4 separate regions of the Sus scrofa genome follow, and regions 1, 2 and 3 are each linked to region 4. A link is a contact called in public Hi-C and HiChIP or PLAC-seq data. All regions are on one chromosome and are shown on one strand. Each heading gives the region's core, a stretch centred on a gene start, on an enhancer-like site or on the middle of the called end of the contact. The rest is flanking DNA. Distances are from core to core; before and after follow the strand shown.

Region 1 (6,463 bases), core at 3,801-6,300, 180 kb after region 4:
ACGCTAGTGAATGTCAGAAGCAGTGGGCACCGTGTCACCTGTCTAGGAGTGTGGCAAGTCACCACGCCGGCTTGAAGGAAGGGCCCCTGTGTACCCACCACCCCTCCTCCCGATACACCCAGCACCTTCCCTCCCCGGGAAGAGGGCCCTCAGGGCATCTGCACCAAGAAGCAAAGCAAAGTCACACGCCCAGGACAGACACGTCCCTGATGGGAAGGGATGCTGGGACTTCCCGCAGCACGGGGGTGGGGGAGGGGAAGGCTGGGACATTCGGGGAGGGGGCTCCAGGACATCTGCTCCTGCCCCCCCAGGACCTCGCTGGCTTTCAAATTCCCCTTTATGACTAAGACACCAAATGGAGTACTCGGGGCAAAACGGGGGGAAAAACCCCATGTCACTCCCTCTGAGTCAGCCCCTCAACCGCACCATCGGAGGCTCTGGCCAGGACCTACGGGACATGAATTTGCATTTTGGCAACACCGCCAGGGAGTCCCGTGCACTCGGAGTTTGCGAGCGCCCGGCTCTCCCAGCTGAGTCATCAGTTCTCGGAGCAGCCGGCTCCCGACTTTTCTGATCAGAAACCGCTACCTCCCAGGAAGACGTGTCTTCGGCTGTAAATTCTGTGCGCTGTGCAGCCGCACTGGGGTATCATGACCTCACATGGAAATGAGCGATGAAAAAGGATGGGTCAACGCTCCATAGAAAGAGGCGTCATCTTTGGGGGCTGAGGAAGGACACGGGTGCACCTGCCTTTCTCAAGCGCGGGATCAAGGGAGGGCAACTCTCAGGGCAGAGCCTGGGGGTCTCGCTTAATTTTCCCACGGGGACTTTTTGTGGCTCAAAGCCTCTAGTTCGTTTATTTTTTATTTTCAAATTTTATTTATTTTTGTCTTTTTGTCTTTTCTAGGGCCGAACCCACGGCATATAGAGGTTCCCAGGCTAGGGGTCTAACGCCACAGCCACAGCAACATGGGATCCGAGCTGCATCTGCGACCTACGCCACAGCTCACGGCAACGCCAGATCCTTCACCCACTGAGCGAGGCCAGGGATCGAACCCGCCACCTCTTGGTTCATTTGTTAGAGGAACAGGAAGGGAAACTTCAATGGGAGTGGAGGAGGGTGGGAGGAAGCTGGCAGACAAGGTTCTCTTTTGATGCAAAAGCAATCCGCCCTCTGACTTCAGACCCACAAACAACCCAAGAAGTCGCTGACGATCAGATGAGAATCAAACTACAGAGGTTTTGTCATGGCTTCTGGGCCCGCCGCCTCCCATCTGGGGTGGGTGTCTATTTCCGGAGCTCCGGCGGACAGTAAACAGGGTCTCCTCCTTAGAGAACTGCGGGTGGGCCCCCAGGGCACGTCCCCCATCCCCCGGGTCCCCGCCACTTCAAAATAACCACAAACACAAGTCCAGGAAGTTCAGTGCCAAAAAGACTCCCAAAATGTTAGTAATTTAAGGTTCATGCAAATAGGGGATAGGAAAAGTCAAGTCTTTCCAGAGAGGAAGCCACCCACACCACCGTATTTCAACCTTCTCTGCAAACAGACCCAGGACCTCAAAGGCGCTGGGGAAGCTTTAAGGAAACGCGAACGCACATCTACAAAGCAAAAACCTTATAAAAACATGAAATTGAGAGTCAGGCTGGGGCCAGTCCTCCCTGGGGTCTCTGGTCTTTGTGGGCAATTTTGTGGCACTTTCCCACGGGGGCATGTGCATTTAAGGACGCCAACATTTTAGGAGGGTTTGCTCCCTGCTCCTCTCCCACACCTACCCTCACCAGCCAGCAGAGGCAAGTTTGCACGCACGCACGCCGCACACCCACACCCCCCCACACACACCCACAGGCACCCCTCCCCCGGTGGCCAGAAGAACAGACACAAAGGCCTAAGATTAAAATCAAAACCACCGGTCTATTCTGCAGCTACTGAGGATGCCTGAGTCTACCAGCTCCCTAACCTCCAAGTCAGGAGACTTACTAGAAGGAGCGTGGCCCCCCACAGACCGCTTCCAGAGCCCAGAAAACTGTTCAGGGCAGACACTGCTTCAGGCAAATTCCTCTGGGAGAAGAGGGCTCAGTTTGTTATTTTCTGGCTGGATCTTTGACTAAAAACTGTAACCAGGTCCCCTGGAGATCCAAGAAAAACAAGACATGGCCTCTTTATACACACTTCATATCTTTACCTCCTTCCCAAAGATACTAAAATAGGACACACTGAACAATTTAAAGGCAGCAGAGGAGTTCCCGTCGTGGCTCAGTGGTTAACGAATGAATCCAACGAGGAGCCATGAGGTTGCAGGTTCAAGCCCTGGCCTTGCTCAATGGGCGAAGGATCTGGCGTTGCCGTGAGCTGTGGTGTAGGTCGCAGATGCGGCTCGGCTCCCGTGTTGCTGTGACTGTGGTGTAGGCTGGGAGCTATAGCTCTGATTTGACCCCTAGTCTGGGAACCTCCATATGCCGTGGGTGCGGCCCTAGAAAAGACAAAAAGACGATAAATAAATAAATAAATAAAGGCAGCAGAGACAAACATCAACTCAAGTGCTCGTGTCTTTTCAGAAAGCAGGAACCGAGTTCCCGTCATGGCTCAGCAGTAACAAAGCCAATGAGGATCCATGAGGATGTGGGTTTGATCCCTGGCCTTGCTCAGCGGGTTAAGGATCCAGCGTTGCCATGAGTTGTGGTGTAGGCTGAAGACATGGCTCAGACCCGGCACTGCTGTGGCTGTGGTGTCGGTCTCACCTGAAGCTCTGATTCGACCCCTAGCCTGAGAACTTCTACATGCTACAGGTGGGGCCCTAGAAAAAAAAAAAGAAAAAGAAAAGAAAAAGGAAAGAAAGCAAGCATGAAATCAAGAATCCACAAAGTGGACCTGGGACCTCGGGGGGGGGGGGGGGCCTACCTCCTCTACGCATCTTCTCCACAGGCTCAAAGTCTGAACCATGAGGCACTGAGGGCCACAGAGTGAAGCCTCCCAGCCCAGCAGGTGCCTCCCCCTGAGTTTTAGGGTGCAGCCTGGCAGGCTGGTGTGCACTCAGGTCAGAGTCACTCGCTCCCCCAGCCCCCAGCTCCTCCCTGGTTGCTCCCACTAACAGCCAGGTCTAAGCACATGGAGTAGATAAGAGAGTGGCAGATGTGACAAAAGTAACAGGGATGGAGTGGGCACAGGTAGTCGTAGAGGTCCTGATGTGGAACTTATTAAGGGACTTTGGGACATCACTGTAAGTTAATAAATTGCTCAAAAAAGCCCTCCGCACAAGGCAGGCTTGCTTGACTAGTGGAGGCGCGAGAACGGCCTCAGGTCGTGGGTGGGGGATGGGCTGAGGCCTGGATTCAGACTCAGACCAAGGGCGGGAGTTTGAGGACCACCCTGTGCGGATCTGCATACACACCTTACAGAGACCAAGGAGGAGCTGCTACTCCCAGAAAGGAAGAGGCGGGCCTTTCCGACCCCCAGGCCCCTTGAAGGATAAAGCTGTAGCCCACCAGATCCTCAGGGCAGAGCTTCCGTGCCTGCCCGCTGGCATCTCTCACAAGCGTCCTACCCTAATAATCTATTTCTTGCCCATCACTTCGTCTCTCGCTGAATCCTTCTGCGAGGGGACAGGAGGGACCTGAACTCAGTGAGTCCAGACACGGGGTGAGCGATTCTAATTTAAAACTGTGGGTTTGGAGTTCCCGGCGAGGTGCAGTGGTTAACGAATCCGACTAGGAACCATGAGGTTGCGGGTTCGGTCCCTGCCCTTGCTCAGTGGGTCAAGGTTCCGGCGTTGCCGTGAGCTGTGATGTAGGTCACAGATGCGGCTCGGATCCCGCGTTGCTGTGGCTCTGGCGTAGGCTGGTGGCTACAGCTCCGATTCGACCCCTAGCCTGGGAACCTCCATATGCCGCGGGAGCGGCCCAAGAAATGGCAAAAAGAAAAAAAAAAAAAAAAAAAAAAAACAACAAAAAACAAAACTGTGGGTTTAAGTCCCAATCTGTGTCCTGGCTGGGTTCAGACGTCTGTGCTGTCAGTTTCAAAAGGGGCAGGAAGCAGGAACAACGGTGGGGGCAGTTGGATACTGTGATCGCCTGTGTTGGACTCAAAGTGAAGACTGTTTTAACAAGTGTGGCGGGACAATGGATCAGAGGTGTGCCCCTGCTGGAAAAGCGGACTTGCTGATGAGCTGGTGAGCCACCTTCTTCTCAGGGAGCCCTGGCATCCTTGTCCAGCCCAGGACAACCTCCCCCTTCGTCCGAGGTAGAGAGTAGGTGACACAGTTAGCAGGGCCTGATGAGTCTTCTAGTTCAGGGCACCCTATCAGAGCAGAAGCTCTGTGGCACTGACATTACCCCCACTCTGCTAAGACGGATGCATCACGAAAAGGCAAAGGCTAGGGGAGCCTGGCAGATCAGGGCCTGCATCTTGGCTCCACCATTTTTCTTCTGATATGGAAACGCCTCGCTGTACCAGATTCCTGGAGAAAACTCCAACAACGTTCTTTCGTGCCCCTTCTCTGTAATTGACCTGAAATTCCCCTCTCGTAAACATCTCTGTTCTGTCCCTCTGCCCCTCAGGCAGTACGAGCCCAGTGCAATCTCTTGTTCACCTGAGAGCCCTTCACATATTTCTATCTGGGCTCAGGTGAGCCTGGGGCCTGTCCTGAGTAGGCTAAACACCCCAGTTCTTCAACCCCTCCTCACATGACGTGGTTTCCAGACCCTCCACTAGCTGAGTCACTCTCTGAAGGTTAACTCCATACCCCCTTAAGGAAGGGCCAGGCATGACCAGGATCCCGGTTCATTCTAGGCCCTGGAGGAGGGAAGCGGAGTTTCGCAGCTCGGCACCTGGGGAACCTAGGGGCCGGGAGAGCTTTCATGCAAGAGGTGCCGGCAGTTTCCGGGGTTCACTGAGCGCCCCCCCACCCACCCTCGGGATGCGTTTCCCCAGGGCGGCTGTGCGGGCTGTTTACATACTGTTAAAGGGAACATCACGTCCAGCACCAGCGGGTCTGGTACCTCTCTGCCAGGCAGGAAAAAACAACGCCAGGCACTTGCACTGTTTACCTCCGCTAGATAAAAACACAGCATGCGCTAACGCAGCCTCCCACTCTTTCGCCTGCCTCCCGGCTCCCCCTCCCTTTCAGCGGCGCGCATGCCGCCCCGCCCTGGATTCGGCGAGCCACCTGCCGGCCTATTTCCTCGGGCGGTTTGACAACCCACGGCCGCTCCCAGGCCTTCTCGGAAAAACCCCCTGGCCGGAAAGGGAAACGAGGCCGCGGGGAGGGGAAACGCGAAGCCAGCCCTGGGCGCCCGCCGGCAGCGCGGGATGCACGCCGCGCCCACGTGCAGCACCCGCGCCGCGGGGCAGGCTGGGGTGGCGCCACGTGAACGCGGCGTGCAGCGCGGTGGGGCGGGGCGGGGCGCGCGCTGACCAGCCCGTGCGCCGCGCCTGCAGCCAATCCGCGCGCCGGCCCGCCCGCCCGGCCCCGCCCCTGCCAGGCCCCGCCCTCCCTGGGCCGCCGCCGCCGCGTGTCCCGGAGTGACCTCTCCCCGGAGGCCCGGCGCAGCTGAACTCGCGCCGGACAGCAGCCCCCGGCGGGCGAGGCGGTGGCTGGCGGCTGGGGCAGGGCGGCGAGCACCTGCAGGCTCCTCCCGGGCCTCCCCGCCGGGAGACGCCGCAGAGACCCGCCCTCCGCCTGGCCCTCCTTATCCCACGACCCCGGCCACCTCCATCCCCAGAGTCAGGGGCCGGGAGGTGTGTCCTGGGCGGCGGAATAGCCGCCCCAAAATATGCCTCTTGGCATAAGGGTTATTTTGAGCTGGTTATTTTTGCGAAACTGCGGACCCGGGAGAAGCTTCGAAAACAGAGAGGCTACCCTTTTGTAAGGGAAATTTACATTAGAAAGGGAGCCTGTTCCTCACCTTAGAGACTTGGCTGTAGGGCGGGGTCGACACCACACTTTGTTAATGACACCTTTCCTCTGCCACCTCCTAGTGAATTGCTTTCCTCCCCTGGGAAGGCCCCAGACCCCTTCCCTGTGCTTAGCTCAGGAGGGTGTATAAGCCTCAGCTGCCCGGCAGCCTTTTCACGTCCCCAGATAGGGATCTTTGTGGGTTTAAGACCTAGAAGGGGAGAGGGAAAATCATCTTTCCTCTCCTTTCGGTTTGTACGAGGGAAACGTTGACATCCAGTCCACATAGGCTTTTATTCCTCCGTCTTCACTGCCCTCTGCCACCTTCTGCTTTGAGATTACCTAGGATATTACCATAACTCTTAAATAATTAAAACTAAATATTTTAAATTATGTTATACATATTTTAAATATTTACAACTAAACATTTTATAGTCGTTATAAATATTTTAAAATTATACACCAGGAGTTCCTGAAAACTAATCTAGGTTTGCTATTTCATTATTCACTCCTCTTCCTTGTATCTTATAACGGTAATTCTTTATTTCCTCTGGGCTTCCTGCTATTCTGTC
Region 2 (6,262 bases), core at 202-2,701, 140 kb after region 4:
GGGGAAAGAGCAGCGAGCCAGCGGTCGCCCTGCCTGCTGCCCCCAGCTCTCTGGGGTCGGGGAAGGGGCTGCTGCACCCCGCAAGCTCGAACACCTTGGCTCTCGGCGGAACCCAGTGTGCCCGCCTGCCTGCGACTTTCCTACTCATTCTTTTCTGCACCCTGAGTGGCAGGGCAAGAGGACAGGGTGGCATTCTTCCAACCCTCCAACCTCGCAAACAAGTGTGGGTTTCAGCTCGGGGGAGAGCAGTCCATACCGCGAAGGCACACCTTTCATCTCCTGATGGCACCTGACCAGGGCCCAGCTCTGAAGCAGTTGGCCGTCCTGGGGCTTCCAACTAAGCATTCGCACTCCACACCCAGCCCTGGCGCCTGCCCAGCCTGGGTGTCAATAACACCTCAGGGCTTCAGCCATCCCCTCTGCAGAGCAGAGGCCAAGTTCCCTGGACCTCCTCCTGCACCTGATGGGCCAGCAAACACGAGTTGCACCCCCTCCCCCCTCAGATATCCAAGTGCAAACAAACTGGGAGGGAGTGTGGGACAAGGATGAATTCACACTTTTAAAACAGAACTTCCCATTGTGGCACAGCAGAAACAAATCCGACTAGAATCCATGAGGATGCGAGTTCGATCCCTTGCCTCGCTCAGTGGGTTGAGGATCCGGGGTTGCCAGGAGCTGTGGTGTAAGTCACAGACTCAGCTGGGAGCTGGCGTTGCTATGGCTGTGGTATCGGCTGGCAGCTGCAGCTCTGATTTGACCCCTAGCCTGGGAACTTCCATATGCCACGGGTGTGGCCCTAAAAAAGCCTGGGGGCAGGGCAGCCAGAAGTGGTGCTGCCCTTGGGACCCTGAAGTGCATACGCTGGGGTTTCCTTGTAGAAGATAAAATTGCTTCACTGCAAAGTCCTTTACAAACAACCCAACTGCATCTGAACTCCAGGAGTGCACTGGTTCAGAGCTGACCCGTTTAGACACCCACTTCTTTCCCTAGTTCTGTTAACGACTCCATCGGGGTATCCAACTACCTCTGGGGCTTTGACCAGCTCCCCAATCTGGCGAGCAGGCACGCCGTCCTTCAGAAAAGGCAGCAGAGAATGTCAAAGTTCCTCTACCATAAGGATGAGAACAGCTCCAGGGACTAGAGGGGGGGGTCGATTCTATGACCCATGGTCCTGGGCATTATCAAGGCTGGAAGGGCTCTTCCAGAGGATCCAGTCATCCTCTAAATGGGTAAAGGGAAGTTTAGAGATTAGAGGGGTACGAACGAGGCCAAAGGTCAAGGAACACAACCAGTTAGGAACCTTTCCCCCTACTTGACACGGACAGCTGATGGCTCCCTGGGGACCTAGGATGGGCACAGCCAGACCCCGGCTGGGGTGCTGAGTGGAGTCCCGGGGAGGGAAGAGCCCCCTCTACTCAGACCGTCTCACCCAGAGCAGCTGAGCAGATGGCAGGAGCCGGCAGGGAAGCCTTCTCTCCCGGCAGTGCCTGGTGGAGGTGCCTAGCGGTCGAGGAGAATTCGCTGGCTAGGTTTAGACGCAGAAGGGGCCGTGGGAGCGGGTTTTCGACCCAGCCGCCCTCTTCGCAGTTCCCTCTGCGGGCCAAGGTCATGGAGCCCTGCTCTTCTGTACCTACAGCAAAAGGCAACCCCAATTCCATGGTCCCGAGCCAGTGAGGCCGATTTCAGCATCGGGACCAGGCTGCAACCGCCCCCTTCGCCCCAGAGAGAGGAGCCAGAACAAGCCACGGCAGGCTGCGGGCAATCAGAGTTGCTAATTAGACTCAAAGTGTCGTCACTCGCGCCGGTGAACCATCCCGTGTCTGAGTGAAGAGAGACACCAAAGAAAAGATGGAAAGAAGCCCTTAGCTCCCAAAGACAGGGGAGAGGGCGGCCTTTTCCTTCTTTTTAATGAAATGCTTGTCATGCAGCCACGAGGGGGAACAGAGACAGAGATGGCCGCACGGTGCCACACTGGCGGGTTGAAAACCCCGTTCGGAACCCGCACACAGAGGTTTATGGCAGCTGTATTCATAATCGCTAAGAGGTGGGAGCAGCCAAGACATCCTTCAGCAAGTGATGGATAAATAAACTGAGATGCCTGCAGACCATGGGATCTTATTCAGGGTTCAAAAGAAACGAGCCGTCCAGCCATGATAAAGACACAGGGGAACATTAACTAAGGTGACCAAGTGAAAGGTGCCAAGCCGAAGAGGCCCCAGAGTGTACGATTCCAACTCTGTGATGTTCTGGAAAAGACACAACTAGAGGGAAAAGATGAACGGTCCCCAGGGGTTAGGGAGCAAGGGGGGTGAACAGGTGGAGCAAAGAGGATGTTTGGGGCAGAGCTGCTCCGTACGACATTATAAGGATGGTTACGTGACCTCATGCACCTGTCCAAACCCGCTGAACATACGCCACCCACAGGGACTCCTAAATGACAGACAACCATGGAGTCTGGGTGATGACGACGGGTCAGTGCAGGTTCATTCTCAGTAAAAAGGTACCATCTGGCGAGGGATGTGGATGATGGGGGCGGCTGTGCCTGGCGGGGCGGGGCGTATGAGCATGCTGTACCTTCTGCTCAATTTTGCTGTGAATCTACGAGTGCTCTAAAAAAAAATAAAAAATAAATTTTGGAAAATCACTATTTTTCTTCAAATACTATATACATTGTTCTCCAAATAAGGGGACTGACCCATCTCATTATGAGGGTTATAAGGACAGCTGTATGCAGCCCCATCCTGATAGTGGGGGAACCGTGGCAACTGAAGCCCTACTGAGCCTTCCCGCACGTTTCCATCTCCCTCTGCTCCGTCCTTGTCACTCCGCTTCCTGTCAGCCTTTCCTTTTTCAAGGGCACACCCCCGACCTCGGGACCACACTCTTAAATCCACCCCTTGGTTCTCACATCAGCATCCCACCTGCTCTGAGACTATTTTACACCCCCTGTCAACCTCACCAATATCAACACATAGGTTCCTTGTGTGTAAACATATTATTTTAGGACCTCGAAATATTTGTGCTTTAAAAAAAAAAAAATCAGATATCCTGTGGGCTAGTGAACAGGCGTGAACCCACAGCAGTTTCCTGGTTGTGATATTTGACGACAGTCATGTCAGATGTCACCACTAGAGGAAGCTGGGTGAAAGGTTCCTGGGACTCTGTATGCTATTTTGTAAGTTCTTGTATTTCAAAACGAAAAGTTTTTTTTCAAAAACTCCAAAAATTGAAAATCAGCGCTAGCTCCGTTTGCTTAAATTTGAGACGAAACACAAGGGAGAAAAAGGAAAGCACAGATGGGACAGATCCAGGCATTGAGGGAGAAGGGAACGGGGTAGAAAGGCAGCCAGGAACTCTTCAGTGATTTGCATGTGTTCCTAACACCTCTGCTTCTTGCAAATGATACACATATACAAACGGAATTTGCACGAATCCTGCACCTGTGGGCAAAGAGAATCAAGCTCAAGCTGTGTTTTACGCTGGGGGGCGGAGGATGCTATTTCTGGGCTTTGCGTAAATCTTCTTTAATGGGTGTGTAGTCTTGGTCACCAATTTGCATGCACGACGCAGAATGAAGAGGAGACACACGCAGAGTTCAGCAGAGGACGGCAGACAGCCACGCTGAGCCTGTGTTTCCTGGAGGGACAGGAGGCTCAGGGGTGAGCCGTTCACCATCCATCCTCTTCTGGTACATTTATTAGATGCTCACGGGCAGTCGCTTGCGCATCAGACGCTGCAGGGAACAGGTCGCACCTGGAATCCCAACAATCTGGAGTCCAGCCAAGGAGAGGAGCCGGTGACCGGTGATCACGCAGCTGTCATCCCGGTGCTCTGAGCTCCGGCTCACACTGAGCGTGAGAGAGAAAGCGCTCCCACAGACCAGAGGCGGACAGGGACCCACGTTAGAACAAACATATGGAACAAGAAGGGAGGTGTCAGGTCAGGTGCCATTAAGCGGGATGCAGGCTCAGGGCAAGTCCATGCTGGGACTGGAAGCAAAGTCGGCCTGTAATTGGGGCAGATCAACTAGGAATTTCACATCCATCTCATTGTTCTTTGTCTCTGCCAAGGCCAAGAGCACACAGGAAAGCAAAGCCAGCATCTCTCATCTCTTCCTACAACCAACAAGAAGTCACGGCAAGCCAGCTGTCCTGGGGCCCTAAAGTCACGTGAGATGCGGTCCTTGTCAGAAGTATGAATTCATTTTTGAGTTTCATCGTGTCCCTACCACACACACACACACACACACACACAAACACACCCCTACGTTTTTCCCTTAGAGCTGATAAAGCCGAGGCTCGGAAATATGAAATTACTTTCCTCTGATCACATAGCTAATAAGCCAAGGAATAACCAACAAGACCTCCAACTAGGCTGGTCTTCTTTCTGGTGGCTCCCAATTCCATTACTTGGGTCCCCTTCCCAACAACAAGGCCAACAACCAAATTCTGGATCCACGCGGTTTTGATGACAAGGTCCAAATTACTTAGTATTTGGTGAGCAGGTGCACATAAGGGCCATCTTCGACTGCTACACAAATGAATAAACTAAAAACTTCCAAAGGAACCTACAAGGTAAAGTGCTACCTAGAGATGAAGATGGGGAGCCAGCCCCCCAAAGTCCCAGCCCTCCTGCTGCGGCTGTCACACCTGGACAGCCCTCCTTTCTGATGCAGAAAAGGCACGTGGTCGCTGCCACAGCAGAGCCAATGGAAGGAGAAATAACGGCTTTTATGAGCTGTAACTGTATCAGCATTAAGGAAATGGAGGAAGCCTTGGGCTTTCTGTGCACTTCCGAAAGGTTTTAAGATGCCCAAGTTTATTAGTAAAAATGTGTGGTAAAAAAAAAAAAAAAAAAAAAAAGTCCTCTGTCTCTGATACAGATCAAATTCTCTGATAGACCTCACATTTCTATGGTTAATAATACATCTTGGGAAGTTCCCATTGTGGTGCAATAGAAGCAAATCCAACTAGTAACCATGAGGTTGTGGGTTCGATCCCTGGCCTCGCTCAGTGGGTTAAGGATCCGGCATTGCCATGAGCTGTGGTGTAGGTCGTAGACACGGCTCGGCTCCCACGTTGCTGTGGCTGTGGTGTAGGCCAGCAGCTGCAGCTCCGATTAGACCCCTAGTCTGGGAACCTCCATATGCCAAGGGTGTGGCCCTAAAAAGCAAGCAAACAAACAAAAAAACACCTTGGAGTTCCTGTTGTGGCTCAGTGGGTTAAGAACCCGACACAGCGTCCCTGAGGACTCAGGTTGGATCCCTGGCCTCACTCAGTGGGCTAAGGGCCCAGCAGTGCCACAAGCTTCGGTGTCGGTTGCAGACATGGCTCGGATCTGGTGTTGCTGTGGCTGTGGTATAGACATGCAGCTGCGGCTCTGATTCAAACTCTAGCCCGGGAACTTCTGAATGCGGCAGGTGCAGCCCTAAAAAAATAGTAATAAAAAAGTAATAATACATATTGACGGCCTCAGCCACGTTGTGGACAGCACAACATCGCCGAGACTCCAGGACAGGGCTTCCCATAGAAGCTACAACCACGGCTTAATGTCTCCCAGTCATGACAAGAAGCGGGAGAAACTAGCAGCAGGATCATGCTCTGGTTACCCCTCCGAGACCCCAAGTGCTCTGCCTCCGACACGCTGCGCTGTGACACGCTGTCGAGATGGCCTGCGTTCCGGTTTTTAGCCTACATTCCCAGTCGCCCTTCCAGGTATCTGGAGTAAGAGGCGACCAAGCCGAGGACACATGAGCGAAGGCGCTGGCGCCGGATGTGGGTTCAGGGAAGAGCCAGGCAGGGGGAGAGGGCTGGAGAATGGCGGGGCACTGGTCAGGCCACATCTCGTGGCTCCTGATCCCAGCAAGGCACCAAGAGGCACCCAGAAGGACGAGCAAGGGGCCGGGAGGGACCTTGGTGTTCACGGCTGTTTGTATCACAAGGGCCAGAAACAGCCCGGTGGGTGGCAGGTGTCCGGCCACACAGGTTGACAGAACGCACGTTTGTTTAAAGACCGGCCTCTGGTTACTGGATGAAGAACGGGTTATATAACCCGCAGACGACGGTCCTGGGACCCTGCAGTGACAGTGACATTCAGAATCTCTGGCTGAGGTTGCTAAGGCAGGGGCGGGGAGGAGAGCTCAAGATACAGGCCCCTGCATGGCAGGAGTTTCAAAGGACTTGGCTCCCCTTTTCCCTTCCACTCTTCCCCCGAAGCGCATTCAGCCTGCAAAACCACAAGGGCAGTGCAAGCCAGAAACCTT
Region 3 (6,766 bases), core at 464-2,963, 250 kb after region 4:
GGGAATCCAACTAACAACCGTGAGGCTGCGGATTCGATCCCTGGCCTCGGTTCAGTGGGTTAAGAATCTGGTGTGGCTATGGCCGTGGTGTAGGCCGGCAGCTGCAGCTCCAATTGGACCCCTGGCCTGGGAACCTCCATATGCTACAGGTGTGGCTCTAAATGGCAAAAACAAAAGCAAAACAAAAAAACAAGCCAGGTAAAGAGACATCCACTTTACAAAGTTGCATTTGGAAACGCAAGACAGTTCTCCAGATTCCTGTTTTCTGTAAAGTCTGTCCGCAGCCATCAGAGAGCCCCAGGGTCAGCTCCTCAGTGCCCACACCTCTCACATCTCCCGCCGGCTCACAGCCTACTCACTGTTCTAAACTGCACCGCGTCCATCTCTTGATAAGGTTCTAAAAAGAAAACACCCTCAGTTTAAGTTACTAATATCCTACACTCCCAAAATGTCTTTGTGTTTTATAATCAAAACGTCTGTGTCCTTCACCCCATAAAACTGGAAATTGACTCGCACTCTTTAAAAACTCTGTTGGAGGAGACGCAGTCCTCACCTACTTGAGGATGTTGCGTTTCGCCCTCGTCCAGAAGGTCCTACTTCCCACCCATCCGCCTGCCTCTAGCAATAAATCCCTTCCACGGCTCTCCACTACTGACTTCTCCCACCTTCTTGACCTGACCTGACCTGCCCTCTTCAAGCCTCTCTGCCTTTGCTGCAGTTTCCGAAACGCGCTAAGACGCTCGGCCTCTGCCGCTCTCGCACTTATTTCTTCTGCAGGAAACCGTTCCCCCATCTTGCACATCGAACCAAAGACCTCCAAGGTTCAGTTATAAGCCTCCTTCCCTCTTGGAAGCCTTTCCAGACCCCCCTCCAGTCCCTCAGATCAACCCATGCCTTTATGCTTGTTTCCCGAAAGACCAATCTTCCAGACTGCAAGGACAGAGGCTTATTTATCTTGCAGCCACTGTTCGTTGCTGACAAATGGTCTGGGTAAAGGGAGATGTTCAAAAGATGCTTGGCGATTGGACGTGAGAGCTGCAACGCCGCTTTGCACGGACGAGGGCAGCGCTAGAGCCGGAGTCCCGTCTTCCTGCGCGGCCAGGTGAACCCGGGTCTCTGAGAGATGTCCACACCTGGATTCCCCGCTCTGCGGCCGGGGGAGGAAACGGCTTCCTTCCTCTGCACCCTCCAACCGGGAGGGGTGCAAGCGTTCGGGGCCACAGGTGACCCAGGCCTGCCCACCAGGTCACGGACCGGGCAACTTTCCCCAAACACGCCCGCGGGGCCAGAAGAGACGAGGACACACAGACGGAAAATGAGAATCCGGGAGAGGAGACCGGGCCCGATAACCCGGGCAAATAAGGGAAAGGGGCGGCGGGGCGCGAAGGGAGACGCGGAGAGTCGGCCGGGGCCAGGCCGCCTGAGGCGAGGGGATGGCGGCCGGGGGACGGCCTGGGACCCCCGGCCCTCACGGCGCGGCCGAAAGCGGCGGCCTCGCGTCCAGCGCCGCCCGGGAGGCGCTCGCCCCCTGCCCCGGGCGCCACTTACCCGGTCCGCCCGGCCGACGCTCCCGGGCGGCCACGCACCGGGGCCGACGCGCCGCGGAGACGGCGGGCAGAGCGCTCGGCGTCAGCCCCCGACGGCCGGACCGCTCCGGCGCCAACCCCTACGCAGAGTCCGCGGGCCGCGCGGCTGCGCGGGGTCACGGCGTGTGCGGCTGGGAGAGAGGCGCGCTGCGCCTGCGCCGAGGACGCCCGCCCCGCCGCGCGCCCCCTGTCCGCGGGAGGACCTCATCGCACCGCCACCGCGCCCGCGTCCCTCTCTCCCGCCAAAAGATGTCGCCGTGTCGCAAGGTTGCCACATTTCAGTAACACCCCCTCCCACTCCCCGCCATCGGGAGGAGGACGACTGGTGCAGGGCTGCGAAACCATCCCGCCGTTTGGGCAAAGCTGAAAATAAATGACAATAGGAGAGGTGACTGGGAAAACGAAGGGCTTCAGAAGAAATGGCCCAAAGCGCTGAAGTAAGTGTAGGACTAAGGAAACACAGGGAGGGTGTGGATGTTCTAAAGCGTCAAAGTTTAAAAACGACATAACAGAAGCTGGGAGGAAAAAGAAGGTGGAGTTCTGTGTAAATACGATTCTCACATCTGCGTTCAAAACTGTAGGCAAGGCCTTGTGTCCCTGTCCTTTGAAATAAAAGGCTTTGCCTTCCATAAGTCTCGAAAGGCTGGTTCGGGGAACTCCCGTTGTGGCTCAGTGGTTAACGAATCCGACTAGGAACCATGAGGTTGCGGGTTCAGTCCCTGCCCTTGCTCAGTGGGTTAAGGATCCGGCGTTGCCCGTGAGCTGTGGTGTAGGTTGCAGACGCGGCTCGGATCCCGCGTTGCTGTGGCTCTGGCGTAGGCCGGTGGCTACAGCTCCGATTTGACCCCTAGCCTGGGAACCTCCATATGCCGCGGGAGTGGCCCAAGAAATGGCAAAAAGACAAAAAAAAAAAAAAAAAAAAAAAAAAAAGGCTGGCTCAAAAGGTAATGCTTGTGTGAACTGGAGTTTGGCACTTGCCATCAGCCTCTACATGGATTAAATCATGAGCCACCGCACCTGCCAACCCACGGCACCCCCTGAGCAGAACTCTGGGTGAAAATCAGAGAGGCACTCTGTGCTTTGGGAAAACTGCAAGCACAGTTCTTCAGATAGATATTTTTAGGAGAAGATTTTATGTGCCCAATTCTTGCAAATTTTCATATCTAGAAAAACACTAAAATCCTTCATGGGGATGTCTGCTCCTTGTGACCTTCAGGAGAGAGCAACAAATTTTGCAAAATGGGTGTGTGCTGTATGCACCTCCCCTCCCCTTTATCGTATTCTGGTATCCCCCTTTCCTCTTTATCATATTCTGATATCCCCCTTTCCACTTGGGAGCAGCATTGCAGAGCTACCTGAAATACCACCACTTGGGCTGTAGTTAAGGATAAAACAAAGAATGTCAGGGTCATCCATGAATGCAGTCACCTCCCAGGGTGAGAGCGGGCGAGTCCTGCAGGCTGTGAAAACTCAGGATACAGGCCCCGACAGCAGAGGTGCATATCAAAGGAATGGTATCTGTGAGCCCAGGACTCTTTTGTTCCTGCTCCCGGCCCTTTGCTGCAAAAAGACTCCCGTGTATCCTAGCTCCTTCTTCACCGTCTTGGAGCAGTTTCTCAGGACTACCTGAGATGCTGTCTCCTGGACCTAGGTCCGAATTTTGCCCCAAATAAAACTTAACTCTCAGCTTTCTTTTTTTTTTTTTTTTTTTTTTTTTTTGAGTCGACAATGTGTATTTTTTTAAGCTGACAATGTGAAGACGCAGAAACAAAGAAGAGCTATTGGGCCAAGAAACTGGTAACAATTTGGACTATAAATCCGCACATAGTAGACCGACCAAACTCCCTGTTCCCTGAAAGACAGAGATAAAGGCAGGACACACATGCCTGACTTGTTCCTACCGGAAGCAGACCCCCCCCCCCAGATGAAAACTGCTGACGCAAGCACGGAGACCTCCGAAGGCTGATGATGCTTGACCCTTCCCCTTGATGCTCACCAATCCAAGAACTGTGCTCGAGCTGACCCCACACCCAGCAGCCCCCTCCCGGCACTGCGTTTTAACCCTTCCCGGAAAGCCTTGGCAGAGTTCAGGTCTTTGGAGCGGGGCGCGCTGCTCATTCCCCTGGTGGGGTGCAGAGCGATCGAGGCTGTAGTTTCCTTCACCACCACTTGGTGTCAGTAGATCAGCTTCACTGCCTGCAGGCAAAGCCGACCCAAGTTCAGTTCTGCAACATACATGGGGGTTAAACATTTCAAGCTGATAAATCAAGTGGCTCAGGCTGTCTTCTGTGACACAGGTTTGATCTCTAGCCTAGGAACTTCTACGTGCCACAGGCTTGGCTGAAACAAAGATAGATAAGTAGGTACATAGATAGACAGATAGGGTGCTGTATGGCAAAAAATAATAAGGAAAATAAATACATATCTTAGTACAAAGGAACATATGAAGAAAGGATATAATTAACTAAATTCTGATGATTAGGAAAAGGGGCAAAAGAAAAAAATCTTAAAGGGAATCAGTAGACAATCTGAAGAAAGAGCTGGCTAAAGGCTTCATATAAATTCCTGGAGTTCCCATCGTGGCTCAGTGGTTAATGAATCCGACTAGGAACCATGAGGTTGTGGGTTCGATCCTGGCCTTGCTCAGTGGGTTAAGGAGCCAGCATTGCGGTGAGCTGTGGTGTAGGTTGCAGACACGGCTTGGATCCTGCATTGCTGTGGCTCTGGCATAGGCCGGCGGCTACAGTTCCAATTTGACCCCCAGCCTGGGAACCTCCATATGCCACGGGAGCGGCCCAAGAAATGGCAAAAAAAAAAAAAAAAAGACAAAAAACAAAAAGGCTTCATGTAAATTCTAATTATCATGGTAACCCAAACTAAAATACAGACCTTTCAAATTATCCAAAACACATGCACACAACTACAGCATATAAAAATCACCCAGTGAAATATTTGAAAAAGTTGCAGAACAGAAGCCATAACAAAACAACATGACAAAGACCACACATCTTACACGAAGACATGTAGATGAGCCAACTTACTTGTTTAAAAGAGTACAACTTTCAACTGGCGCACACGGCACAACACAGCTCTGCATTTCTACAAGAAAATGCACAAAATAGAGTGACACTGAAACACTGAAAACTCAAAATGGAAAAGACATACCAAGATATGCAAACATAAATGAAGCAGGGATCAAAAAAAAAAAAAAAAGAGTTCCCGTCGTGGCTCAGTGGTTAACAAACCCGACTAGTATCCATGAGGACGTGGGTTCGATCCCTGGCCTTGTTCAGTGGGTTAAATATCCAGCATTGCCGTGAGTTGTGGTGTAGGTCAAAGACGTGGCTTGGATCCTGCATTGCTGTGGCTGCGGTGTAGGCTGGCAGCTGTAGCTCCGATTTGACCCCTAGGCTGGGAACCTCCATATGCCATGGGTGTGGCCCTAAAAAGACAAAAAGACAAAAAAACAAAGGGATCACAAATTTACTATTTATTATACAGGGTTGGCTTCAGGGCAAAAAGCTTAGGTGAAATTAAGGAGGGCATTTTACAACCATAGGAATTACAATTCACAATGAACAAATAAAAGGAATACCTATGCGGTGAATAGCATAATTTCATAACTCATAGGAAACACTGTAGGAGACATAAAGAGAATAGGCAGGAATAACTGTTGTAGTTTTTGCCAGCTTAAGGGCACAGAGGTAAATGAGGAAAGAGAAGTCCTAAAAATATGATTAATATGGTAGATTTAATACATCAAACTCTGAGCAATAAATCAGAGATTACATCCTTTCAAGGGCCCCTGGAACATTCACAACTGGCCATATTTTAGGCCACCGAGAAAATCCTAATACAGTCCAATAAGTAGAAGCATACGGACAATATTATTTGATCAAAATTCATTAAAACCAGAAATTACTGAAGAAACAGAAAATAAAACATTCCTAATTCCATAGGAGTTTTTACATCTTAGATGACACTAGGAACAAAAGGAAAACAATGATGTGGCTGATGCCTAGAAAAATATGGATATGGAATGGCATATCAGAAGCCAGGGGATTTAGCTAAAATAGTGCTAAGAGGAAAGCGTGGTTTTAAATGACAGTATTAATTAAAAAGTCAGAACAAACCAAAAGAATTCAGCTTCTATGCGAGAAGTTAGAAAGAGACCAAAATATGGAGTTCCCGTTGAGGCTGAGCAGTTAATGAACCCGATTAGCATTCATGAAGACGCAGGTTTGATCCCTGGCCTCACTCAGTGGGTTAAGGATCTGGCGTTGCCATAAGCTGTGGTGTAGGTGGAAGATATAGCTCGGATCCCGCATGGCTGTGGCTGTGGTGTAGGCCAGCAGCTATAGCTCCAATTCGACCCCTAGCCTGGGAACCTCCATATGCCATGGGTGTGGCCCTGAAAAAGACAAAAAAAAAAAAAAAAAAAAAAAAAAAGCAGAAAGTTGTAATTAATAAAGATAAAAACCTAAAAGGATGGTGTATAAAATAGAAAAATATAGGATTAAAAAATAAATCCAAGTGCTTATTCTTTGAAAAATAAATAGGTGAGCTGTTCCCTAAAAAATAAAGAGAGCACAAATATACAAAATATGGCATAAGGGGGGACTAACTCTAGAGACAGAGAAAAGTAAAACCCGCTCAAGAGATGACATCGTTCAGACAATAAATTTATGGCAAAATGTGGAGGAAAGAGAGAGTTTTTAGGACAATATAATTTCTCAAAGTGGACTTTAGATGCGTTATAAAATTTAAAGAGACCAACTATCACAGGAGAAGCATGGAGGAAGAGCAAAGGGCTACTCTCCAAAATACCAGATGTTTCCACAGGAGACTTTCACCAGACCTCTGGGCCAATGAATTCCCTCTGCTGTTCCAGAGCCTCTAAAACAGAGGAAATCTCGCAGTTTCTTTTTCTTTTTTCTTTTTTTCTTCTTCTTCCAGTGTCTTGTATGGAGCTAGCCTACCCAGCAAACAGGGCCCAAAGAAAACCATAAGCCATTCTCATGACTCTCGATGCAAACATCCTAAATAAAATACTAGCGTGGCATGAGAACGGAAACCCTCAATCCTGGGGCAGCAGGGGCCGGCCCTGGGTGAGACCGGGAATGTTCTGGAAGGAAGGCCACGTGCTCAGGGCTGGGGGGCTTGGTCACAGGTCTGGTGGA
Region 4 (6,443 bases), core at 3,836-6,335:
AAAACTTCAGGGCAGCGCGGCCATGAGGCTTCTCACTCAACCAGTCTCCTTGGCATTCACTGCCTCTTTTCTTCGTCTTCCTTCACCACTCAACTTGTCAAGGTTGACCTCTTCCACTTGTCTCTTCCACTTTGCTTCCTAGCTCTGGGACAACGTCTCATTCACGTGCCACGTAATCCCCCCCCCAAAACGACCTCCATAGCACCCTCTTCCTGAAGACATTGTGGCTCATCATGCCAAGAGTGTAAGGTTTCCCCTGCTGTGCTCCCCGATTCTTGAAGAATCAAAGAGATAAAATTCTCACCTGCGTCTTTATCCTCCTCTGCACAACCGCACATCTTAACACGCACATCAGTGCATAACCCATCACTGTTCCAAGAGCCTGCATGATCCCTAAGGATGGGAGGCTGGACCACACTCAGGACAACAGCCACGAGGGAGCTGTGTTAGAGCCAGGCAGCCAAGGACAAGCATCACCAGCCTGTGAAAGGCCCCCAGAGAGTCAGTCCCGTGAGAGCTGAAACCACCGCCTTTGTTCTCTGGAATGTCTACGGAACAAGCCATACCCAACTTCTCCTGGCCTATGACTCTGTTCTTCCAACAGCCTCTAATTTAAGGAAGTGGAACGAGCTGTTCTTTGTGCCTGAGAGAGCCACAAAGCCAAGGCTCGCCTAGCTGTCAGCTGGCCAGCAACCCATGAAGCGACTTGGTTCAAAATATTTGTCCAGCAAGTGTGATAGTCATTGGTTGAACCAATTAGTCTGGCTCCTTATGAGATCTGGCATAAATAACATGGAAATAATTGGCTACTCAGGAGGAGGAGGCCAAAGCAAACACATCCAGAGAAGCAGATACACCATGGTCAAGAAAACCAGAGCAGTCATGCTCAAGGCTGATTCAGACCTTCATCAGCAGATGGGGCTGGAAAGAGAAATGAGGTGGGCGCAGGCTCCTGGCTTCCTGGTTACACTTACCAACCTGGGGCAACTTCCCAATAAAACCCCAGTCGGCCTGCGCTCCATAACCAAAACAAAAACCTGAGGCTCATCTTACCTGCGGAGGCTTTATGGAGAGATGGGTGCACCCCCAGGGCAGCGAGAGTGAGGGAAAGGAACGTGAGCACGCGGGAGAGCACATCCACACAAGGTGTGTGCTTTGCAGCAGTCATGGCCTCAGGAGGAAACACAGCTGGTGGCTCAGCCACGTGGGACATTTCAGGGAAGCAAAGAGCATCACTCCCCCAGGACAGCTCAGGGACTGGGGCAGGAGGGGGCGGGGGAGGGGGAGAGCAGCTGCTTCCCATCTTTGGTCTCATTGGTCAGAACTCACTAAGCTCCTGCCTCCGCCCCAAACCTTCAGGCTCTTTGAGCCCCGCTGGGAGTGGAGCATGCGCTCACCTACGCTTTTGAGTCAGTCCTGTTAGCACCTGGGAGCCGGGATCCCACGCCCTGCCCGGCAGCCCCTCATCTGGGTCTGGATGTGGTGGGAGCTTCCGGGTCACCAGGAGAATGCGCTGGAAATTAGGGGCAAGAGCTGAGGGCGGGGGAGGGGGGAAGCAGGTGGGACCAGGAGAAACCGCATTCAGCCCAAAGCATCCCTTTTCAGTAGGTGAAGTGAGTTTTCGTTTATGCCACGAGAAAAGCCTAGTTCACAATTTACGCTGTTTATCCTCAGCTTGCTCACGCTTCCCCCACTCCGCACCAGCTCCAATCACTGCCAAAATCAGCTCAGGTAGAAATCAAATAGAACTTCTCGCCTTCGGGATTCAAGTCGTCTTATCACAGCACCCCCGCTAAAGCATCAAAACTCCCCTTCGTCCAGCATTTCCATGGTCAAAGGCTGAATATTGCATCCAGGGGCAAAGCATTCCTGGTCAGAGGACGTGCCCCAGTCATTTCGTTTAGAGAGCAGGATAGCTATTGTCACAGCGCTATGGTTCCCGAAAGGCAGGCCCAGAACCTTACATGCCTCTTGAGGGATGTTTACAAAAACTGTGTAATTTTTTTTTTTTAATACTTCAAATTACGTGGCTTGGGCAATGATAGGTAAAATTCAGTTCGCATCATGACATCAAGGTGCGTGACGATGAGGCTCTGAGGCGGGCTGTGTGGTATAGGGGGAAATTTACATGGGAAATTGGGTGCTTGGTTTGTCCAGTCCTGCCTGAGCATTAACCTTCTGTGTGATGTAGGATCTACCACCAGCATCCTCCTCCACAGACCAGGGTGTTAGGACAGCTCCCCGCGGCGCCAGCATCCTGCAGTTCTCTTTTGCCATGACTGAGCCAAAGAAAGCAATTTCAAAGGCTATTATTACTCCAACTTTCAAGAGTCTAAAACTTCTCACACTCAAAATTGGGAGGCATGGTCTGACCGCTGCCCTTCTTTCTGGTGATGGGGTACAGAACGTTTGAACCAGGCAAGGTGGCTTGGCAATCATAACACCGAGCTTCCTTCCATTTGGTGACTCCCCAGCCATGTGTTTGGAGCCTGAAAATCTGGCTACCTGGGCTGGCTTCCCCCAGAGAAACCCGGGACACCACCTCCCTTCTGGCTGTCAGGTTGCCTGTCTATAAAACAGGCTAAACGGGGCCCATTGAAATCCTCCAGGGGGACCCTGTTGCTCCCGGAGTCTGCCCCTTAAGTGTGTACACACGGAGGGTTCATCTTTGAAGACCTGGAATTCGATAGGTCTTCCCCTTCGGCCCTCCCTAAGAAAACTATCCCAACCAGAAACAAAAAATCAAAGATCAACTAAGGAGTTCCCATCCTGGCTCAGTGGTAACCAACCCCACTCGTATCCATGAGGATGCAGGTTCGATCCCTGGCCCCGCTCAGTGGGTTCAGGATCTGGTGTTGCCGTGAGCTGGGGTGTAGCTTGAAGAGGTGGCTGGGATCGTGCCTTGCTGTGCCTGTGGTGTAGGCTGGCAGCTGCAGCTCCGACTTGACCCCTAGCCTGGGAACTTCCATATGCCCCCCACCCCGCCCTGTGTGGCCCTAAAAAAACAAAACAAACAAACAAATCAAATCAAATGAAACAAGAGAAGCCTGGGCTGCCTGGACCAGAGGCACAAAAGTGGATGTGTGAGCTGCGTGGGAGGGACCGGGCAGGCGGTGATTCGCATCATGCAGAGGGCGGAAGTGGCTCTCACCCCGGGCTCAGGTTCAGGAGTCTCAGCGGGAGTCCCAGTGCTAAATCTGAGAGCGGCAAGGCTACCCTATCTGGGAAGCGCGGACTTGGAAGCTTGATCACTAAAATGCCATTCACTTCCATGTAAGGCAGGCCCTGCTTTGCAAGTATTAAATATAGTTCCAACTATAAATGGTTCGCCCAAACTGGATAGAGCTTGGATTTTCTTACCAGTGAGCATGGAAAGCTTTCTCCCCATTGTCTAGAGCTCTCCAAATCCAGGGAACACTCACCAGCCTCCACAGGTGACATAAACCTTAAGAATTTGTGTTATCGACTAATATGAGACGCGGGCCTCGTTCCCTCCCGGATTCTCGGTTTTGCGAGGGATACGCTCAGCCCGGGGGGCGGAGCCAGCGCGCCTTAACCTGGACCCCCCTCCAAGCTAGGGTTGCCCTCGCCCTCCTCCAGCGGGGATGGTGAAACAGAGGCGGGTCCCACTTCTTTGGCGGAGAACCTTCCTTTCTGCTTGAGCTCCAATTTGAAAACGTGCCCCTCTTCCCCTCACTCTCATGCCACAGGCCCCCTGTGTGTGCCCCTCTCCACCACAGACCAGGCCTCCCAGTAACGTGTCACCTTGGTCCCTTAAAGCCTCCATCAGACCTCTCCAGCCTGCCCTGAGTTGGTCGTGTAAGGGAGCAGTTACATGATATACCAGTTCCTTCCAAGGTGCTAGTTTATATTTGCTATTTGCACCTCCCAATTCTTCCCTCCCCCAAAAGTTTCACCCACAATAGCCATAAGATTGGTTTTGAAATCTGTGCGTCTGTTGCTATTTTATAAAAAAAGTTTTGGGGGGGAGTTCCCATTGTGGCTCAGCGGGTTAAGAACCTGACTAGAATCTACGAGGATGAGGGTTTGACCTCAGGCCTTGCTCAGTGGGTTAAAAGATCCAGCATGCCACAAGCAGCGGTGTCTGGTAGCTGCAGGGCTGATTTGATCCCTAGCCTGGGAATTTCCACATGCCTCACGTGCAGCCCTAAAAAAATTAAAAAGTTCTTTTATATCATTTTTATTAGCTACACACTACTGCGTAAGATAGATGATTAATGAGAACCTACTGTGTAGCCCAAGGAAAGCCACTCAATAGTTTGTAATAACCCAATGGGAAAAAAGAATGGATATATTTATATGTATGACTGATGCCCTTTTTTGCTGTACACCTGAAACTGAGGCAAATATTGTAAGTCAACTACACTCCAAGAAACTAAAATAAAGGTGCTAATTTAGAATGGCAGGTACATTCCTCTCAAGTCCTGGGACAATGAGAGGGATTGGGGCAAAGGGGGAGTTTGCCCCAGGGCTCTTGCACATGCATCTGGGGGGCGGGGGAGAGAAGGTAGCTGTCGCCTGATCACAGGGACCTCGACAAGGCTCCACTGGAAGAAAAACATCCCCCACCCCACAGACTCATTGGTCCTGAGATGGGAAACACTTCCATCTTTGCAGAAGCATTTCCTTGCGGTTTGGAGCTAAAACACTCTTATTTTTTCAAAGGTGCGCTTCTTGGTGAGCTGACTCAGTGACAAGGATCTGACCAGCTATTTAATTAATGACAACATGTTGCAAGTATGGCCCAGAGCAGGGCCAGAGGCCACAGGACAGGGAAGAGGCAAATGCTGACCAGGGCAGCTGGTCGGGGCTGTCGGAGGCTGTTTGTCTGGTAGGGGGGTGGGGCCGTGGACACAGTGGGGTGACACTGGCACCTCAAAGGGAGCAGAAGGCCCCAGGAGCAGGCTTCAGGGGCCACAAGAAAACGGCTACAACTTCACAACTACGCCCGGGGGGCTCCGTCCCCTGGAGACATTCCAGCTCCCCCAGGGAACATCGAGCTGCAGAATGAATGGGTTTTGTTTGGCTTTGCTGAGATGCATCTTAATTCAAGAGCTTTTGCCCGAATGAGTCAGAAGCAGGAAAGTCTCCAGCCTCACAGCAGCTGGTACTTTTCCATCCCGTCCCGTCATTATATAACAGGGCACATTTTTAGAAACTTAGTTCTAGCTGCAGAGCCGTCTGGGCTAAACTTCCAACTTCCCCATCCTCAGACTTTCAACGTTCAAGAAAGGAGATGTTGGCATTTTTTGGGTTTTTTGCTTTTTTTAAGCTATCAAGAGTAGGAGTGGGAGAATAACGTATTCTTCCTAAACGTAAAAGGAGCAATGAGTTTCACACAGTCACTTCTAAATGACACCATCCTACCCCTTGTGCTTTTATAGGGACAGGATCAGAGAACCCACAGGTGGCTGGGTTTTATCTTGTGGCTTTCAGGGAAGCACCTGGGAAAATGCTCAGCTTGAAGATTTTAAATGGAGTGTCACATATGGAGGTAGAATGTTAGCTGCAGTTCATACTAGCAGGTAGATGACTGACTACAATTCATACTAGCAGGTAGATAATCATACTAGCAGGTGGTGGCTGACTGCAGTTCATACTAGCAGGTAGATGGCTGACAGCAGTTCCTACTAGCACGTAGATGGCTGACCGCAGTACATACTAGCAGGTAGATGGCTGACCACAGTACATACTAGCAGGTAGATGGCTGACCACAGTACATACTAGCAGGTAGATGGCTGACCGCAGTTCCTACTAGCAGGTAGATGGCTGACCGCAGTTCCTACTAGTAGGTAGATGGCTGACCGTGGTTCCTACTAGCAGGAAGATGGCTGATCACAGTTCCTACTAGCAGGTAGATGGCTGACCGCAGTTCCTACTAGCAGGTAGATGGATGACCACAGTTCCTACTAGCACGTAGATGGCTGACCGCAATACTAGCATGTAGATGATTGCTAGACCAAGGAAGTTTCATGGGGACACCTTGAGAGGACTGGGTTCCTGAAATAAGGAAAGACTGAAGCCAGAGAAGAAAAATGTGTTTGCAGAGATGGAGGTAAAAGGGCTCAGAGTCAAAAGCAAAACAGAGGCAGATACTGCCTCAATGACTGTCAGGTCATTTTGCACGATGACAAGGTACAAGGACCAGATCCCAGATCTCTTGTTTCTCACCTCTCCTGCTAGAATGTCCAGTCATCCTCTTGGGCCTTTTGTCCAAAACAGCCCCTTGTCTATAGGGACAGTTGTGACCAAGTCTCTCCAACCTAAGTGCCTAGGAAGGAAAAAACAACAGCCCGAGGCCAACATGTCCTTAATGCGAAGCCACGTGCCCAAGGAGAAGCTCTCCTTGTTTAAAGTCTGCCCAGCTGCCAAGGATCATGAAACCTTAGCCCCAGCCCCAAACCCTGAGCCAAAGCCAAACG

The links. Hi-C and Micro-C count contacts between places; a contact is called where the count stands out from the background. HiChIP or PLAC-seq counts read pairs in DNA pulled down with a chosen protein or histone mark.
Region 1: a contact with region 4 is called in an H3K27ac HiChIP or PLAC-seq map of skeletal muscle. The contact joins two enhancer-like sites. A contact is called at or near these places in 1 of 47 Hi-C or Micro-C datasets (skeletal muscle) and 2 of 2 datasets of contacts at active chromatin or transcription factors (alveolar macrophages and skeletal muscle).
Region 2: a contact with region 4 is called in a Hi-C map of retroperitoneal adipose tissue, with 2.4 times the contacts expected there. The contact joins two enhancer-like sites. A contact is called at or near these places in 29 of 47 Hi-C or Micro-C datasets (alveolar macrophages, blood, brain and 12 more) and 2 of 2 datasets of contacts at active chromatin or transcription factors (alveolar macrophages and skeletal muscle).
Region 3: a contact with region 4 is called in an H3K27ac HiChIP or PLAC-seq map of alveolar macrophages. The contact joins the promoter of RBM17 here to the enhancer-like site in region 4. A contact is called at or near these places in 2 of 5 promoter capture datasets (fetal skeletal muscle and skeletal muscle), 6 of 47 Hi-C or Micro-C datasets (alveolar macrophages, blood, embryonic fibroblasts and 2 more) and 2 of 2 datasets of contacts at active chromatin or transcription factors (alveolar macrophages and skeletal muscle).

Annotation. Positions count from the first base shown.
Region 1 is chr10:64,833,036-64,839,498 of Sscrofa11.1, forward strand. All of the region lies in intron 1 of PFKFB3 (6-phosphofructo-2-kinase/fructose-2,6-bisphosphatase 3), which reads right to left. Among named protein-coding and RNA genes, the nearest start is that of PFKFB3, 23 kb to the right of the region's middle. Within about 2 kb of position 5,051, at least 67 of the 83 cell types and tissues checked have an H3K27ac peak or open chromatin away from gene starts, as enhancers often do. A contact at or near this core is called in alveolar macrophages and skeletal muscle, where this site is marked.
Region 2 is chr10:64,804,205-64,810,466 of Sscrofa11.1, forward strand. The region is part of intron 1 of PFKFB3 (6-phosphofructo-2-kinase/fructose-2,6-bisphosphatase 3); the gene reads right to left. Among named protein-coding and RNA genes, the nearest start is that of PFKFB3, 52 kb to the right of the region's middle. Within about 2 kb of position 1,452, at least 1 of the 83 cell types and tissues checked has an H3K27ac peak or open chromatin away from gene starts, as enhancers often do. A contact at or near this core is called in retroperitoneal adipose tissue, where this site is marked.
Region 3 is chr10:64,907,293-64,914,058 of Sscrofa11.1, forward strand. RBM17 (splicing factor 45) reads right to left here and starts at 1,714. Exons shown (of 12, transcript XM_003130822.6): 1 at 1,549-1,714. It overlaps LOC110255720 (a long non-coding RNA gene), which reads right to left. Exons shown (of 3, transcript XR_002336422.1): 2 at 4,628-4,685; 3 at 3,314-3,811.
Region 4 is chr10:64,657,631-64,664,073 of Sscrofa11.1, forward strand. No RefSeq gene overlaps it. Among named protein-coding and RNA genes, the nearest start is that of PFKFB3, 200 kb to the right of the region's middle. Within about 2 kb of position 5,086, at least 26 of the 83 cell types and tissues checked have an H3K27ac peak or open chromatin away from gene starts, as enhancers often do. A contact at or near this core is called in alveolar macrophages, retroperitoneal adipose tissue and skeletal muscle, where this site is marked.